2 separate regions of the Mus musculus genome follow, and region 1 is linked to region 2. The links are chromatin contacts, called in public Hi-C maps. All regions are on one chromosome and are shown on one strand. Each heading gives the region's core, a stretch centred on a gene start, on an enhancer-like site or on the middle of the called end of the contact. The rest is flanking DNA. Distances are from core to core; before and after follow the strand shown.

What was found. Hi-C and Micro-C count contacts between places; a contact is called where the count stands out from the background.
Region 1: a Hi-C map of CD8 T cells shows a contact between it and region 2, with 7 times the contacts expected there. The contact joins the promoter of Itk here to the promoter of Clint1 in region 2. A contact is called at or near these places in 1 of 484 Hi-C or Micro-C datasets (CD8 T cells) and 1 of 115 datasets of contacts at active chromatin or transcription factors (effector CD8 T cells).

The regions. Positions count from the first base shown.
Region 1 is chr11:46,388,124-46,391,251 of GRCm38.p6, forward strand. Itk (IL2 inducible T cell kinase) reads right to left here and starts at 1,392. Exons shown (of 17, transcript NM_010583.3): 1 at 1,150-1,392. The coding sequence starts at 1,287.
Region 2 is chr11:45,850,401-45,853,918 of GRCm38.p6, forward strand. It overlaps Clint1 (clathrin interactor 1), which reads left to right and starts at 1,569. Exons shown (of 12, transcript NM_001045520.4): 1 at 1,569-1,792. The coding sequence starts at 1,752.

The sequences.
Region 1 (3,128 bases), core at 142-2,641, 540 kb after region 2:
CAGGTGATTGGGCCCAACAAAAATGTGAATGTGTTAACGTGCAAATAAGAATGTGAATGAAAGTGTAAATATATGTGTGAATGTATATGTGTCTGCGCATATTTGCCTGTATAAAGCATCTTAATTCTTTCGCTTCCCTTCCTCTCTGGTTCACAGAGTTAACCAGCCTAGTCAGAGGGGCTTCTGGCTGCCTGGACTGAGAAGGGTGTGACATCAATATACCATTACCTAAATCACCCTGCCGTTAGCAGCAAGTGTCAGCAGATCCAGTAGCTTCTGGCCTCGGAGTAACTTGCAGTCAAGATAGACCTAGGTTATTTTAGAAAGCAACCCTACTCTCAAAAGACCAAGTCTTGCCCCAGCCAATGCTCTTGGCCCTTGGCTGCCTCAGAGAGGACTTAGCCATGGGCTAAGCTCCCAGCACCACCCAGTGCTCCTGTCACACTGTAGTATTAACACACACTCGCTTGCTTTTGTTGTTATTGCTGTGCACGAAGATGTCATTAGACGCCTCCAGCTGAGCCGACACACTCTAGCGGGATCCCTGGTCTGCAGGCAGAAACTCTGTGTTCCACACCCCCAGTCTCCTGAGATGTTTTACCACAAAGAGGGTTGTTCCTTCCAACTTTAGAATGTCACTTTAATGGAAGTAGGACCCCATGGCCTCAGGGCAGTGATGACCATTGAGATAAGCAGAGTTCAAGTCGTGAAAATCTTACATAGGACCTCCCTTCACAGTCTAAGAACCACTTCTTTTGTAAAACAGGGAAGTTGAGCTAGGTTTCCCCTTACGTCTTAATAAGCCATAGTTAATATTTTACTGTCCTACAGACTGTAGATGCCACATATACTTCATGTTTACATAAACTTCAAGTCCTATCCACAACATTCACCACATAAGAAATGTATGAACGTTAAACCTACAGATTTTAGAATTGAAATAGCCAAATCTAACTGACACTGGAGTCTCAGAACTCTCCACATTTCTTCCGATCTCTAACTCTACTTGGTGGCTTCCAAAACACACTGTACCTGCATCCCAGGTGTTCAAGTTTATCTCAGGAATCAGCTCAGTCCAAACACAGAACAAAGTAAATAAACAAAATAAATAAACAAAATAAACAAAGCACAACGTAAGCCTTCTCATACCCCGTGGCGGTCCTCAAAGTAGGCCAGGCTGGCTTTCGTTAAGACAAAGAAACGAACTTTAAAATTCGAGGGAGAAGTCCTTCTCTTCTGTTGGGACTTCTTGATCAGCTGTTCTTCCAGGAGGATGAAGTTGTTCATGGTCCAGTTCTGAAAAGTGATGCGCCTTGGGCATCACCCCGCAGTGCGACTGAAGGAGAGGAGCAGCGGAGACTGAGACAGGATGCAGTTGATCTTTAGAGAGTCGTTCAAAGGCAACTTGCCTCTAACCTTATCTTTTCTATCAGCATCAGCCAGCCTCACCGCTGAGCTCCCTCCTCTGATGTCAAAGGCCATGACCACATCCTTTCAAAATTCACCAAGCTGGGAGGCACATGCGTACCCTTAGCTATATGGTTTGAAAAAGAAGTTTGAAGAAACCTAGAATTATAAGAGGAGTTCACTTATAATTCTTCTAGCTCCTGGTTTAGCCTTGACAACAGTTAAGTCATGTAAACAAGGGACTAAGAACAGGGATCCAGGGGTCAATGGAGCTCAGCTTGTATGTAAGTTTCCCATTGCTATTATCATGGACTGCCTGCCACAGGCTTAGTGGCTCAAAGCGCCATAGAGCCACAAGGCTCAAAGCGCCTTACAATTCTCTAGTTTAGAAGTCTGAAATGTGTCTGGTTGAGTGACAGTCATGGTGACTGTGGGACTGTGCGCCTTTCTTGCAGATCTCTAGGGGACACTGCCTCTGCGACCATCCTCCCTACTGAGGGACACTCTGGTGGCCTCTGTCTTGACTCTTTTACTCCATCTTCAAACCCCCAAACTGCAGGTCGAGCCCTGCTTGCTCTGTATTGCCAAAATCTCTTCCTCCTACCTCTGCTCCATTTAAGGATCCTGAGAACCACACTGGGCCCTTCTCACAGTGGTCGTCTAGGGCAGGCTCCCTATTTTAAGGTCAGCAGATGGGCGCTATAACTCCATTTGGAATGTAAATTCCCCTTTATCACCCAACAACACACAGTCACAGGTTATAGGGATTAGGGCATGCAGAGATCTGCACAGGGCTGTTTATTCTACCTATCGGTTTGAATTCCATCTCTACTACCTACCACTGTCCAGTGGCTTGGAATATCAGTTCCTTCATCTATGAAAGGAAGCAACAGGGGTCTTGTATGAGGCACTGCAGGGGCCCCTTTGGACACCGTTGGTGTGCCTGGCTTCCTTCTGTGTATGCTACTTCAAAAATGCAGTGTCCTGTGTCTGAACACTCTCTCTTGTCTCTTTCTTTTCCAGTGAGCGCCTATGAGATACTGCCAGCCTCGCCGACCTGCAACGTTCTCTGGGAAGCCTTTCAGACTTTCCCACATGGAATCCTCTCTCCTATTTTCCTCTGCCATAAGGACTCTAATGAGGAGGCAGGACACACAGACAGACAGCAAGCTACCTCCTTGTAAGGGCTCTTTGGGAACTAAAGCTTATCTGCCCTGTGGACAATTCACAGGGTCTGACCTTTGAGTCAGGATAATGTTATGGTGTAGAACTTATGTGACCAGGAAGTTAATAGCCAAGAAGTCCCGGGGCAGGCAGAGGCAGCTCATCAGAGAAGAACAGAGGACGAGACAAAGGGAGGGAGGCAGTACAACTTTCCTGTGTAGTTTTAGATGTAATTGCTAATTGCAGCCTCCTTTCACATCATACATTGGATGCTGCTGAATAATGAAGGCAAAAAGAGGCGGGGAGGGAAGAGGAAGAGAGGAAAGGGAAGGGGAGGGGAGGGGAGAGAAGGGATAAGCTGAGATTTTAAGACAGAAAAATATGTACAAAAGAGGTAGACTTTTTTTTTTTTTTTTTTTTTTTTTTTTTTTTGGTTTTTCGAGACAAGGTTTCTCTGTATAGCCCTGGCTGTCCTGGAACTCACTTTGTAGACCAGGCTGGCCTCAAACTCAGAAATCTACCTGCCTCTGCCTCCCGAGTGCTGGGATTAAAGGCGT
Region 2 (3,518 bases), core at 319-2,818:
TCTGCACCCCTTTGCCTCCTTTCCCAACCTATGGCTCCAACTGACTTAGCTTGATCTCTAGAGCCCCTATCTTAAGGAATATGTGAGTCAGCTTTGTTTTGGTTTCTGCACTCTGAGGTTCTCAGTTTTGTTTGCTTCTTTTTCGGGACCATACTGGAGTGCTTTCAAAGCTGCTTCCAATAACCAAGTAAATGCAAACTGACGTCTTGACTAAAGGATCTGGAATAAGAGGGCCTGGGTCTTGGCTATTTACAGCCACTGTTTGCCCTTCGTTGTGAATCTTACTTGTCTTGTGTTCCCTCCCCCAATCATTCTTTTCTTGATCTTCTTAGGGCCAGTTCCTTTGTATTGTTCCAGTTTTAGCATACATTCAATCTCCTCAAAGAGCCCTGAATATTCTGCTGTTTTTCCTCTGACATTGTTGTCTGTAACATTATGTTCTTGGTTTTGACAAGCACTTATTCTCTCTAATTAAATATTTTCTTGATTGTTATGTCCCTCCTCCAGTGACCTTTAAGCTCCCAGGGAACTTGAGCCCCAGCTGTAGTCCTCGCTTGTAACACCCTGAAGATGCTCAGTAAATAGTGGCAGAATTATTTTTTAATTAAAAAAATGTATATGTATAAATACATATATATTTACATATATAACTTTATTTTAACATTTAAGTAATTTTTATTTTATTTCTTTACAAATAAATAACATTTAATTAAAGGTTTTAATTATAACTTAAAAATTAAGGTCTTATTGTGTAACCCTGGCTGACCTGGAACTTCTGATGTAAACTAGACTGTCCTCAAACGCATTGAGATTCGCCTGCCTCTGCCTTCTGAGTGCTAGGATTAAAGCAGTCTGCAACCAGGGCAGGTAAAACTTATAAAAATTAAGGAATTGCCTAAAACAAAATGTAGTATTACTTCAAGTTTTATCACAAGTTTTGACTGACATATTAAGTGAAAAACCTGATCAGTGGAAATTACTTTAGCAGATCTCAAAAATTATGTATGCTTTTAGAAACCAAAGCCACAGAGTTCTTGGGTATATCACATAAAACACATATAGGTATGCTGTGTATGAGTACTGGTGGCTTTCTGGTTTCCCAACTAATGTGAACTAAGTTTCTGAGGCTTGTTACAAACTATCTTAACGAGGGTACTAGGTAGCTGTCTACAGATAAAATCATTGTATCATAAAACTAGAGTGGGGAAGGATTTAGAATAAAATTCTACACTGGTCAGGGCTGGAATCCCAGGTTCAGTGATGTATAGACGCCTATATGTTTGGAAGCAAATGCAGAAACACGTGCGTAGATGAAGAACACGCACGCCAATCACACTCTGTAATCGTGCTTAGCATCAATGTGTACATCTGAAGAAGGTGAGCGCGAGTAAGTCTTGCAACTGTTGTGATGGCAATCACGCGGAGGCTGTGTCAGAGGTCCCCAAACCGCAGCGATCTCAGCCCTCTCACGCTCCGGGGGCGCAGGGCGCGGACTACAATTCCCGGCGTGCGGCGCGCGGCGCGGGCGGAAAGCCGGCCACTTCCGCCCCACGCAGCGCCGGTGCGGCCGCGTCTCGACGTGTCACTGGCGGCGCCGTGGCTGTGGCCGGGAGAAGGAGCTCCGGCTAGGGAGAGTTCGCGGCGGTGGGTGGCGGCGGCGACCCGGACCTGGACCAGCCCCGGCGCGGAGGCGTCCCGGGGTCCGTGGAGAGTGGCGGCGGGCGGCGGCGGGCCGGGCCGCGCGGGGCGCGATGCTGAACATGTGGAAGGTGCGGGAGCTGGTGGACAAAGCGTGAGTATCGGGGGGCAGTTGCGGCCGGCCCCGCGGCGGGGGCGGGGAGCGTGCGCACGGTGGTCCAGCGCGCGGGGACACGCGGCACGCCCCCCCGCCCTGCGGCCTGGTGAAGGCGGCGGCCGCGGCGGGCCTGGGCCTCGGTCTCCGAGCCTCTGGCGGCTCAAAACCCCCCTCCCTGCTCCGGTCTCTGCTCCCCGGGACGTCCTCACCGCGCCCCTACCCCGCGCCGGGCAGACAGATGCTTTGATCGTCGTACCCAGCTTGGAGTTTGGCCTCCTGGACACCAGGCCCGGCTTGGGGGCGAGGGGACGCGTGCTCCCGTCCCCGGTAACCCCCGTGGTGTAATTCGGAGACACCTTAGGCCTGGCCTGGTATGCCCTTTACCTTGGTAGACACCTTTGAATTTCTAGTGAACCTGCAGTGGAGTGAGTGGGAGGTGTAACAAGTGGTCACTGTGGACAGGCTGGAGTTGCTCAAGAGGAGACTCGCCCTTCGGGTTTGTCACACTAAGTGAAAGCAGATGACCAGACAACTTTCCGTGACTGTTTTCCTCTAACTTTACCACTACACTTCCTTTTGGGGTGGGCAATCATGTAAATAAAAATTACTCTAAAGGGTGAAGGAAAAGAAAAAAAGCCCAGTTTATATCCTGTTGACCTGTTTTTAACTCCTTTCAGAGTAAAATAACTCAGTGCTTTTAGTATACTCAGAAACCCTTAGCACTTTAAGTTGAGCATATCGAAAATAACAGTAGGTCTTTTAGGTCACCAGGAAATAAGACTTTAAATATTTAACCAGCCCTCTTCCTTTTTGGGTTTTTGTGATTATGCAATAAGTGTGGTAAAGAAACAGTTCTTTTGAACCACCCACCTAACCTGAAACCAGGAAGTATAGAAGCTCTTTTTGACCCCAGAAAACAACATTCTTTAAAGCAACTTGTCTGACGCTTCTGATGGTGCTTTGCTACCAAGGAAGTGCTTAAGGAGTACCGTTTTCAGAACCGAAAGAGCTAAGTTCTTAACTTTGTAGAATTCCCGTCTTCTCCAGTTCAGGATGAAGATCATTGCGGCCCTCTTAGTCCATGAGGGTGAAGAGCCAGGGGCTTCCGTTTCCTTAGGATGATTTGTGATACAACACGTTCCTGTCTGTGCTTCTGAAGAGAACAATTTTCCCACTGACTTTGGAGGAAGAGAAACCTCACTGAGAAGCTGCGAGTCTGAAAAGATTTTGCTTTGGTGGTTTTAGTATTCAGTTTTCCCATTAAGTGTGCAGACATTTAGCTGGGACCATTTCATTACTTGTAAGCTCTGTTTTTTTGCCAAAGAGAAAAGTCATTTCTTTTACAGATCCATGGCTGTTTTCAGTGTATCATATGAGGAAGAGAATACCAGCTTAGTGTAAAAGTTGAAAGAGGTCTTAACAAAACTGCCACACCTCTGATTCCAAGACTGAATAGCTGAAGAAAATTACTAAGAAACCCACCCCCAGCTCACCCCCTACCAAGTGTGCGATACTGCAGTCTGAAGGGACAGTGAAACCAGCCTGCTGTCTTTTCTTGGTTTTGCTCAATGTGGATTATAGCCTTGAGCCAATTTACTCAAGGATGTGTAAGACTGTTGCCACCAAGAACTTTCCCAAAGCTCTTTTTGTGTACCTGACACACCGAAGTTGAAACAGGAGGCAATTTTACTGAGGAGTACTCAACAGTTGATTTTCCTCTTTA